Linked DNA regions of Mus musculus: region 1 is linked to region 2. Evidence: chromatin contacts called from public Hi-C data. All regions are on one chromosome and are shown on one strand. Each heading gives the region's core, a stretch centred on a gene start, on an enhancer-like site or on the middle of the called end of the contact. The rest is flanking DNA. Distances are from core to core; before and after follow the strand shown. Region 1 overlaps Fbxl17 (F-box and leucine-rich repeat protein 17). Region 2 overlaps Fbxl17 (F-box and leucine-rich repeat protein 17).

Region 1 (6,274 bases), core at 3,231-5,730, 110 kb before region 2:
GCAGAGGGGCTTGGGGATTTAGCTCAATGGTAGAAAACTTTCTAAGGCCCTCAGTTCAGTTTTCAGTTAAAAGAAACAAAACAAAAAATGGAAAGAAAAACAAACCTAAGAAACCCAAAGTTACTAGCTAGAGGGGCAGAGGATAGTTGGATGGTTTGAGTGCAGCCAAGGAAAGTAGCAGATTGTCACAGCAATCTAGTTTCTCCTCCTATTCTGTCTGGGTGCCTGCCAAAGTGAAGGCTGACCTTATTCAGCCCTCAGTTGGGCTCTGGTATATATTTTAGTAGGGCTGTTAGCTAAGGAGTGAGGGGAAGGAACTCTGAAGCTAGAACTGGCTTTGAGCTCTGGCTGACTGCTTTCTACTTGAGGGGTCGTGAGTAGATCTTGACCTGTATGAACCTCAGTTTCCCACAGTGTGAAGCAACATCATCAGGCCTTTACTTTTTGTGATGACTCAGCAAATTATATGAAAAAATATATTTTCCTTTTCACCTCTGACTTTTTTATTCTCACCTGTGCACATTTTTAGAGATAGTAATTTTGATTTGATAAAATAGAGTTGAGTTCTAGGTGGCCCTTCTTCCTTTGTGACTGTTATGAATATCAGTAGTTGTGTCAACAGAAAAGAATGAAAGCTGAGCTCCTATTTTGCCCTGTCTCGTTTGAAGGAATTTTGCAGTTAAATCTAGGGTGAGCAGTGAAGTGTAGAGACCATTTCTGCAGACACTTGGGTTGAACATGCCTCTTTATGTTCTAGCCTTTAAAGCCGTGTCCCACATTTCCCGTTTACACTTAGAACTCTGCAGTGTATCCAGGGTAAGCAGTGCTTGCTCCCTGCCTTCTTTGTACTGAAAGGCAACCCTGAGAACATATGTGAGGTCTCATGTCACAATCCCAACAGGCAGACTTCCATACTGCAGCTTTGAGCAATTGCGATTCATTGAGTGAAGCCAAGCTGGCACTCCAGCCTTCTCTCCACCTGCTTCACTCTTTCTGAGCCACCACTGCCATTGCCTGTTATTCTCTATCTAGCATTGAAGGTCCATTCCAGTCTGCTCTATGAAATGACTTTTCTCTCCATTCATGAGAATTCTTTTTGTTTACGGTCACTTTTCATTATAAGTGAGAACCAACCTTCCCCCCACCCTTGCCCACCAGAACTTTGTGAAGAGATTAGTTCTTTTGTTCCACAAAGGTCCTATATGTATCTTTCTGCTTACTTGTAAGTGTGTGGTCAAATCCATCACACAAACAGGACCAGGCAATGTGAGCAGTGCACATATTTTTCTGCAGGACTACATGTCCTCATATACTGCACTCACTGAATCCTATCCTCACATCTGCTATTTGGTTCCCCTTGAACTTGTCATGTGTGTTTGTCTTCTGATGAAAATAAGCTTCTTGGAAGGCAGAAACCACATCTTAAGCTCTTGAGCTTTCCTTTGCTATCAGAGACGCACAGAGGCTGGTTGTATGGGGTACTCCATAAGCATTGCACATTTAATTGGACATTTTGAGCCTGTAGCTTACTTAGATTGATGTTCTACAAATGCAGAAGTCTTAGAAGATTGATTAATTTCTTTATTTTAAATGCAGGTCATCTTTCTAGTGAAAGTGACATTGAGCAAGACAATTACATGTAAATTAATATTTAGAGTGAAGGAATGGATCCAATTGATGAAGGAAGATGAGGAAGCCTATCACAGGCAGAGTGGCTTACACAGCTTACTTTGAATATCAGAGAAGGAAAAGGAAAGAGAACGTCAACACAGAAAACCGTGGAAGTGACTCGCTCAGAGACCAAGAAGGCTGAGTGGTTGGAAACTTTTTGATGAGTAAAATACAGAGAGTTAATATAAAAGTTACCTAGGACAATTGCTCCTCCTAACTACAATAGAAGCCACAGTGGCTTCCAAAACTCTGAAAAGAGAGAGAAACCTTGTGGGAAATAAAAGAGAAAATATCTTCTTTGTCCGTAGATAGTTGAAATATTTGGCTACAAGATTATAAAATGCATGATAAAATACACAACCTGACATAAAAGGGAAGACATTTTTTTCTCACCAGATTTGTTTCCTTTTGGATTTAATTACTTTCTTAAGTCATTATCAGTATTGTTTTATAGCAAAGACTCATATTGAAGATATGAAGTCACAGAGTACTTACCAAAATAATCATTTGAACAAGAACAGCAACAAATATGTTGTTTGTAGTCAGAGGCCATGACTTGGCTTTCTGCATTTTCAAATGAAGGGTGAATTTTGAAGCTCTTTGCCACTGAAAAGTGGAAAGATCAGAGCTTCCAACTGTCAGCTGCAGGAAGCGGTGTGGAGCTGTAGAGGGTGAACTCCTAACTCCAGGTTACTGCTGCACATCCTGGGAAGCTGCCAAGATGGGCCTCTGCTCTGACTGCTCCAAATTCTCCCCCAGTGAATTCACAGCTGATGGCTTTAAGCGGAGCACAGACAGAGTAACTGGCTCACACAAAATAAAAACCTTTAGAGGCAGGAAAAATGATGTATTCATCCTTTTTCACAACATGTTATACACATTTGCAAAGCACTCAGTAATTCCGAAGGCAAATATCTCCCCCTACGATCGGCTTCATTGCGGTGTTTACAACATACTTTACCGCTCCCCATTAGCAACTGTTATGACTTCTGTTTACTCTCTCAAGTCTGCCTTACGTTCGTCATAACAGTAAATATCACTGACAGAAAAAAAGACATGAGAAAATTTTTTTGTCATACGATTTTTCTGTCTCATAAAAGGTGTTATTTACATATTTCTGCTACATGTTCTTTAGATGTTTAAACATTAGTGATATCCAAAGAAAATGCATTCCTGAGGGGTGTTTGGCCTGAAGTATATTCTCAGGAAGGTTTTCATCTTCTGAGTTTTATGGTTGGCAGAGTACACCAGTGCAGACTGGGCAGTGGTGAACTTAAGTAGGCGTACTAAGGACAAGATCCCCCCTGCCCCCCCAGTGGCTGTGGCCCAGCCTCTGTCTCCAGATGCATAGAGCTGAGTTGCCTAGAGATCCACCCTTCACCATGTACACTTCAAATCAAAGCTCCAGTGTGAGCATTGTTCTCTCTTTATAGCTATAGAAACAGTGGCTCAGATATAAAGATCTTGACTTAAGTTCCAGGGAATGTTGAAATCAAGATAGATTCCAGTCTTCGTGATTGGAAAGCGATTTCCTTACCACATTCTTGATTTGTTGCCTCGATTCTAAAAATGGGAGAAATAGAGCTATTTTAGTCAAATGAAGTTAAACTCGTAATAATTTATTTTCCTAAGTTGAAACTGGAAATAATTTGGGGTTAACAACTTTAGTTTTCAAAAACAGTATATGTTACTTCTAACTTTGCGTGTTTGGGTGCTGGGATGTCTGATACTGTCATACAGCTTTCCATATTCCATATCCCCAAACCTCACTCTTTAAAAATGGAACTGCACGGCTGTAGAGATGGCTCAGCAGTTAAGAGGACAGGCTGCTCTTCTAGAGGTCATGAGTTCAATTCCCAGCAACCACCTGGTGGCTCACAACCATCTGTAATGGGATCTGATGCCCTCTTCTGATGTGTCAGGGATAACGTTCTCATATACATAAAAGTAAATAAATAAACCTTTAAAAACAAAACAAAACCAAAAACCAGAAATGCTTTAATTTGTAATGGCCACCTCTCAGAGGAAAAAAATTAAAAAATAAAACATGGTGTGTTTAACCCGCCATCCTTCAGATGATATGACAGGGTACAGTTCAGATGGACTCAGCTCATCTCACAGGAGCCCCAGCAACTTGTACTATGGTCTCACCCTGGGATATATGTTAGATGTGCTTTATTTTCTGATGTCTGTCTTGAAATGCAAACAAAATGTGTGTGTGTGTGTGTGTGTGTGTGTGTGTGTGTGTATGCAGCGGATATATGGATATATAGATATATCTCTATATCTCTCTCTGTCTCTATCTCTATCTCTGTCTCCGTGTCTGTCCATTCCCATTACATTTCTCCTGGATTTTTGAGTGCTGTATATAGGGCACCACAATTCTGTATTGTTAGTAGCTTTGGTGATTTTTCTTAATTAATGTAAAAGCCACTGGTTAGTATAATTGGAGAGTAGAAGTTGGTGCTTTCAATCTAGTATTTCCCCCATTGTATGTACAGTTAAGAACCACGAGAAAAGCATGCATGGAAAATTATGAACACAGTGTCTTTTCTAGATGACTAAGCATTTTCTCCTCTTTTGTGTTGGTTAATGTTGAACTAGAGCAACCCGGTGCATCAGTTCAGCTCAGAAGCCGTTTTCTAAACGAGAGGAATTGGCTGGGGACCGTTTCGCTAATAGTTACTGCCAGCAGCTGGATCCTGCATACAAAACACTTGTTCATGTTTTCCTTGACCTGCTTTGACTGGGCCTGGTGCTAACTTAGTACTGAATGGGTTCAGTCTGGTCTTTGGCAAGCATCATTTGGAGTAATGAATAGTATAACATCCAAAGGCTTAAATGCCCTGGCACCGGCCCTGTGTCAGTATGCTGAGCTAACCATGGCATTGTTCGGAAAGAAGGCCCTGGGTCTCTTTGGAAATAGAATCTTGGCTCGCGGACAGAGGTCTGTGTACACACATCGGCCTTCTCTGTGCTCTAGCTATGGCACTCATTCACAAGGAGACTGTGGAAGCAGAGTTCTGAAGAGGTTCTTGAGTGCCTCTGTGTACACCCCAAAAAGTAGCTGATAGAAAAACGGTATAGACCTACATTTTTATTTCTGTGAATTCACATCAAAGGCTTCAGGAACAACCTCCCTAAACTGGAGAGCAGCGTTGACACTCACTGCTTCTGCTCCTCCAAATCTCTCACCGAAAGCTGTTTTAATCACAGATTTTTGCTGTGGAACTTCGGATGTTCCGATTTTTTATGTTTACTGCTCCATCTGTATTTGTAGTGAAAGGTCTAAATTTGTCTCAGTTCATCTCCACTCCGGGACTGGTGGGATCTCATGAGCACTTCCCCCTGAATGCAAAGACACGAAGGAATGTTTTCAGCGCAAAGACCGAATGTGACATAACCACTTGCCTTTCTTTTCTGATTCTTAGTTTTGAAAATGGAATGTAAATTTCACAGTTAGAGTCTGTCAGAATGTACCTGAAGAATCTGGGCACATTACCATCATAGAAAGTCACGGAAACTCCTTGATGTGGATATGTAAATTACCCACAAGTGTGCATTTAAAATATCTTTATCCTGTGTTCCAAAACAAAACTGACAGGGTGCGGGTAGTTAGATAGAACCATGCAAAGCTTTCCTAGTTGAAATAGTTATGATTTTGATTTTTCACAAAACAATGATGAAATAGAAATATAATGGAGTAACTATGGCTGTTTGTTTACACAGCAGTTTGGGGAAGGGGAAGCAGGCCAGCACAGCCAGGAGTAGTCACGCATTGTGTCCTGGAAGTTGACTTATCAGCTTTCCAACAAACAAACACCAGTTCTCATAAGCTCCCCCAGTTGTTTTCCAGCAATTGAAGTTCTGTCATTCTATTGTGGCATCCGACTTAAGAGATGAAAACTCTCCAAACCCTGTGGTTTGTCACCACACCAGCTCTTACCGTGAGTAAGATAAAGCTGGCTTCACTGTTGACTAACTGGCCTCACTAAAGGCAGGGCTGGATTGGAGAAAATAGGTTCCTGCCACATGTTCCTGAGGTTGGTTGAAATAACACAGAGATTACCAGAAAGTCATTATGACACCTGCTAGATAACAAGTTGTTCATTTCATTAGCTAGTTTATCTATGCTATGTGGGATAGAGGACTAGAACTCGGGGAAACCTCGAATTTCTTTGTGAGTTGTTTACTAAAATAATTTATTTAAATTTTACATAGGTTGAATTTCTGCCACATAATGGGCATAAATGTTATTTATTCCTTTCTTCTTAACAATGGAGGAAATGTTAAATAAATGTCATGTGCTGTGATAGAAAATTTGCATCACCCTGAATTCTGATCTCAGCACTTTTTTTAAATACAGGTAGCATCTCTTTACAGTATAGTGTTATTTTGAGGTCTTCAAAAGTAGGGTTGTGGTAAACACTCTGAGAACATTATGGATATAAAAACACTTGGTTCACCCAGTTTGGACATGTGATGGTTGTTTGTTTGTTCTAACTTTGTGATACAGACCTGACTTTCATAGTCAGGAGCTTGGGTACCTGCTTCAGCATCATGGACACTGGGATTCCAGATGTGAACTGTCACCTGTGACTTT
Region 2 (5,929 bases), core at 2,524-5,023:
AAAAGTGACAAGAAAGCTTTTTTTAAAGAGTCAAATCTTTATTTTTTTCCCCCTGCTCATGTCTTATGATAGCTTTTTTACTGTTATCTGAAGTGAGTATTTTCAGATAGTCAAAGCAAAAGTAAACCATGGGAAATCATGACCAGCCCCCATCCTTAGGTCTCTGCCCTGACTCCTGAGAGGTCCGCTGGTGCCTTTCTGTCTTCATTTCTGCACCCTATATGAGGTCTGTAGTACCTCATAAAATGAACAAAGTCATTTGGTGACTCTTTGTTGGCTGGTTAGAAAACATTAGTTTCAAGTAGGCACAATAGTTCAAACTGTCTTTTCATTCTTGTGTTGAAAAGACGGGGGCAGGAGAGGGGTGTGGCAGGAGAGGGGTGTGGCAGGAGAGAACCACAATGAGAAGGAAAATCGTAGACAATAGATCCTAGATTGTTCAGCTTTCTTAATACCTAAACTGTTCTTTATGCTTCATGTGACCAGTAAGGATGTGATAGACTTTTAAAATAGAGTCATGATTCTTTCCAGCAGCTATATGTCAAGAACAAGAGAAATCAGCATGCATCTCACTCACACACACACACACACACACACACAGACACACACCCACGCACGCACACACACACATGCGTGAGCGCGCACACACACAGACACACACACACATCTCACATCTGGAGATTTATGTTCCTTTGCAGAATACTAACAGAAATCACTTCACTCAGTCTTCTCAGAATTGCATTTGACTTTAAAGGTTCGTATGTTAACAATTTCTTTTTGTCTCTAAAAATGGGCATCCATTTGTAGCATAATAGTTGAGAGATTTAGAAATAGTATACTATCATTCTAATCTCTTTGTTGAAATTGCTTTGAGTTCCTAGCTACATGTGTTGTAAAAGTATTTGAGTACCCTAATATTTATATTCATTTTGATAATATACAACCACTTTGTAGTGTCTGCTGTTGTAAAACTTTTTTTGAGTATTAAGCATTTCACCAACAAAACTTTATGTTACCATATTAGATCAACCATATGTAAGTTTTCTTTAAGAAAAAAATCAGACTTAGGAGAATTCAAACAAGGAGCAAGAGTAAATCCCCAAATGAAAACCATCACCTAATAATAAATGAATAAATCAAAACCCTAGGTAATGACTTATACTAAGGTTTTCTTTAAAATAACTGATGGCGGCAAAACAAAATGTGTGTGTGTGTGTGTGTGTGTGTGTGTGTGTACTTTTACCTACATTCTTGATCTTGAATTTTACATAGGATTAAAAAAACAAGTATAGTAGAAATAGATCATGAAATGATGAGGGATATAAATTGAAAATAAATATTATAGTATTTCTTGACCAAATCTGTTTATAAGCCATTGACTTAATCTTAATTAAACTTACTGCATGCAAAAATTTTAATGAAAAAATTCAAATTTCTGGAGCAAAGGAAATTTCCCAAATTCATAGGAAATCTCCTTAACTGGTCCTTTGTATCACCCACCTCTGCTTCCCTGGAGGGGCTACTGCACAGTCAGAGGCAATGCCTGCAGAAGTGGAAGGAGGTGCAAATGTGAGCATATTAAAGGAGAACTCATGGCTCAATGATCGGAGCATGCATTCCATAGAATAGTGTATTCAGGAATGAGACCTTTCTCAGGTCCTTTTCCTCTAGGAACAAAGACTGTCATCTTCTGTATTTTTAGGACTCTTGTCTAGGGCAGACTTTTGATATAAATAAATGATGCATTAACATTATGTACAGACAGAGCCGTCTATGCCAGCAGAAAACTAAATGGGAAGGAACCGTGCGCTTATACAACTCCAAGGTCAGCTCACTAACTCTTTGCTGAGCACCAGCTCAGTTTCATTCTCCTTCTTTTGGTACAGGTTCTCTTTTCAGCTGGAGTATATCCCATTGTCAGATATCCAGTAACACTGAGTCAACTGCAAAAAAAAACAAAAACAAAAACAGTTAAAATTATCCCCGGAGTCGTTGGCATATGGCTTAGTAAATACATAACCGTTGGTGGTGTGGTGTAACATGGTAGTCTGATATAAACAAACCTGGAGCAGAGAGAAAAGTTAAAGTAATCAACTAAGAACCTCCCTGAGGCCATTGAACTTTGATTGAGTGAATACTGCTGACTGGCATATGCTTTAGAGGACATTGCTTCTGCTGTCCAAGTATGCGGTGCTTGTGTTCCTCAGCATTGCAGCACACGTGACCCAGTGTCTCCTGGGCTCAGTGATGGGGTCAGAGCTGGGAAAAGGAAAACTCAGTTCATGTTTCTAGTTTAAATGTGCAACTGAAGAAAGAATACCACAGATACATTAAAATTTATATGCTCTTTCTTAACTCTGTCATACAGTGTGCAGTGTGAGGTCTAGAGAGTAAAGAAGTATTCTTAGCTGTATTCACATCAGTTGAGAGTTCCTTTATTGTTTAAATCTCAGCAGCAGTGGTTGTATTATTACTATTATTATTATCATTATCGTTATTATCATCATAATCTCATCAACATTATTGCTCTAGAGCCGCAGCCAAGCACACACCCTACTGCTGAGCTCCATGTCCGGCCCTCATGTCCAGATGCATTTCACATCTGCTTGGCTCCTCTCGGCTCAGTCCTCTGCATTTACCAGGCTCCTGTCTGCATCCTTACACCAATGAAGACTGTTGCTGCAGTTTGTACTACTTTCTATGAAATTTAATTCTACAATTTAAAACTCTACTCAGTTACCAAAGAGGTGTGTGTATATGTGTGTGTTCATGTACATGTGCTGTGTTTGCAGGGCAATGTGTATGTGTGTGTTCATGTACGTGTGCTATGTGTGCAGGGCAGAGAACAGTCCCTAGCACCAAGCTTGAGACTGCTGCCTACCTGCTGTGTCCTTAGCCCTGGCAGCTGCAGCCACATATGGCCAGGTTTTTACTGGAAGTTGAACTCAGTGCTCAGTTTTGCAAGGCAAGCAGCTTACTAACTGAACTGTCTTCCCAGCTCCATTTATTGAAGTTTTAAACATTCTATTGAGGACTGAGGATGATGGTAAACACTTGAGTGACAGACAAAATTCAAAGTCTTGGGATTGATGGCAGACATATACATACATACATATATATATGTGTGTGTGTGTGTTAATATATATACCTGCAATGATAAGCTAGGGTAGTAAATATTGGTTATAATTTTTTGTTTGTTTTGTAAATACCCAAAGTGATAAAACTTCATTCTGTGATGAATTATTAATCCACAGACTAAAAGATAGGGATGGATAAAGTCATTATCATGTTAGCATTAGCTTTAACTGAGCTTCATAAATTTCCATCTTTATCGATAGGTAAGAGTTTTGTCTACTAGGTACATGTGATCTTCCCATGTAATGTCTTTCCCATAAAGCACAGGGTCCTCTGATTGGAGACCATTAGGATTCTGCTCTGCATTTTCATTATTGCATAGGTGACAGAATTAAAGGCATACTTATTAAGTTTGGAGATTACAGTAAGCTAACAGAAGTTACAGATACTTGGAAAGCTAGAACTGGAATTCAAAATCATGGTAATAAATTATATAAATCATATTTGAGAAATAGAGAACAAATTCAAGGTTATATTGTGAGCAAAGTCTATGCAGGCAGCACACACACTTTGAGAGCAGACATGACCGGAAATGGACTGTGGACTTGAGGTGGGTGGGAACAGTGGTACCTGTTGGAGCACAAGGAGGCTTTCTGAGTAGTTTTGCTCTGCAGTAGGTGTGTCTAGGTCCTGTGGCAAGATCTGTAGAAAACTAAGATAAGGCACGTCCTGGACAGTCTCCAGGCCCAAAGGTCTAGCCACAAGCTATTGAGAGATGCAACCAAATGAGCACACTGTGAGCCATTGTCCAGAGAGTAAGAGGCACAGGGCAGTCAGAGCTTGCTAGCTTTCGGCCAAGTGTGCTGTAAAACTCATGTGATACTAGGATTTAGGGAATCATTCATTGTTATGTTTGAGATTGTATAAGTTTTTATTAAACTATTTGATGAGTTTCCACACTTTAAGAGGAAGAATCTAAAAATTAGTAAAAAGTCAGTAAAGAAATGTAAAATGTTTTTGGAATGTAAAAGGTCATATGGGGAAAGGTTTTGAAAAGGGGAAGGTGAAGAGCCAATCTAAGACTATTAATGGTGACTATATGCTATGTTACTGTTCCAGCATTGACCAGTTCTCCATTGACACAATCTAGAAATGGGAGAAGAGGGGTGAAATAGCAAAGAACTTGTTTTATGTTAAAGGGACCTCCTGATTATACAATACTGTTTTCTACATCTAAATCTTTGAAGGTGCTCAGGATAGGATGGACAGGCACCTGGCTGGAAGGCATAACAGCTGACCTGCTGAAATCAGAAAACTTCTCTTGGAATTAACAGTCCTCCCCGTTTTACAGGCTAGTTTAGCCTGCTTCCTCCTCAGAAATCTATAGGATCCATATTATGATAGTTAGGCAAGGACTTTGACCTTTCAACACAAAACATTGCATGCTGTCTTCTTGCCTCTCAAATGCCCACTGTTCCTGCATTTTCTTCACCCAGCAAATGCCTTTTAAGTACCTGTTCTGTACAAGCGGTGCGGGACAATGAACAGGAATGACATTCCTTTGTTCTTCCTTTTTCTCTTAAATTTCCTGGCACCTCCCCTGTGTTAGGCAGCCAGCTAAACATTCAGAATCTTAACACATATACAAAGAACCTTCTAAATTGCTCAAAATATAGCACATGAGGACTGTAAGCACACAGAGGCACGTTGCGGGTGGTATGCCATGTGTCAAGGCTGAGCACATGAGGACTGTAGGTACCCAGAATCGCGATGTGGGGTGATGAGCCTTGTGTCAAGGCTGACAAGGCAGTGGAGACACTGTTGCATCGTGGACACTGCGGGTAGATATGGGGACTCGTTTGGTGAAGGTGACAGAGAGGTGCAGGATTGTGGGTGGGATGACAGCCTCAAGCACCAACAACCACATAAATTGGTGGCTGGTTTTATCAACAGATGCAGAGTAGCAGGAAGTGTACACAGACATTTGTTTCACTTATCCACTAAAACGGGATTGACTCTGTCCTCTGCCCTTTCTCTGATCCGTAATACAACAATAAGCTATTATTTATAGTGACCTCAGTTATGAGGTGACCTACATATTTTTCACATTTTTTATTACCTTTTTTCACTGCTTGTGAAGGGCTCGCCATAGTGCCTGTATGAAGATCAGAGGACAGCTGGGCGTGGTGGCGCACGCCTTTGATCCCAGCACTCGGGAGGCAGAGGCAGGCAGATTTCTGAGTTCAAAGCCAGCCTGGTCTGTAGAGTGAGTTCCGGGACAGCCAGGGCTACACAGAGAAACCCTGTCTCAAAAAACCAAACAAACAAACAAAAAAAAAAAAAAAAGAAGATCAGAGGGCAAGGCTGAGGACTCTGTTCTCTCCTCCCACTGGGAGTCCTGGGACTGACATCAGGCAGGGCAACAAGTGGTTTTCCCTGCTGAGCCTCTCACCAGCCCAGCATACATGGTTTGAAAACTCACTGCATTACACACAGAGAATATGGAAGAATACAGTCAGGAAGAAATGCTCAAAATGTGCTCAGGTTTACATGTGTCAAACACTTAAGATTATATAACACTACTACTGTGTATATACACAAATCAGCAGGGGTATTTGGGGGAGTTGAATCAGAAAGCTGTGTTTGAAATACAATGAAATTATATTTAGACGTCAACTAAAAGGCAGTTACAAACCATCAGGCAAATTGAGGGAACTTGAAAATATACCATAAGTTAACCCAGGCTCAAAGAGACAGGAAGCACCTTCTCTCCTATACATGGATGCCAGCTTCTGACCGTCTGTGTGTGTGTGTGTGTGTGTGTGTGTGTGTGTGTGTGTGTGTGTGTGTGTGT

The links. A called contact is a pair of places that touch in the nucleus more often than the background predicts.
Region 1: a Hi-C map of liver shows a contact between it and region 2, with 4 times the contacts expected there. The contact joins two enhancer-like sites. A contact is called at or near these places in 5 of 484 Hi-C or Micro-C datasets (liver, nephron progenitors, olfactory sensory neurons and 1 more) and 2 of 115 datasets of contacts at active chromatin or transcription factors (astrocytes and liver).

The regions. Positions count from the first base shown.
Region 1 is chr17:63,283,692-63,289,965 of GRCm38.p6, reverse strand. The region is part of intron 6 of Fbxl17 (F-box and leucine-rich repeat protein 17); the gene reads left to right. Gm41607 reads left to right here. Exons shown (of 1, transcript XM_017317745.2): 1 at 1-6,274. Among named protein-coding and RNA genes, the nearest start is that of Gm41607, 11 kb to the left of the region's middle. Within about 2 kb of position 4,480, at least 66 of the 459 cell types and tissues checked have an H3K27ac peak or open chromatin away from gene starts, as enhancers often do. A contact at or near this core is called in liver, where this site is marked.
Region 2 is chr17:63,178,080-63,184,008 of GRCm38.p6, reverse strand. All of the region lies in intron 7 of Fbxl17 (F-box and leucine-rich repeat protein 17), which reads left to right. Among named protein-coding and RNA genes, the nearest start is that of Gm41607, 120 kb to the left of the region's middle. Within about 2 kb of position 3,773, at least 10 of the 459 cell types and tissues checked have an H3K27ac peak or open chromatin away from gene starts, as enhancers often do. A contact at or near this core is called in liver, where this site is marked.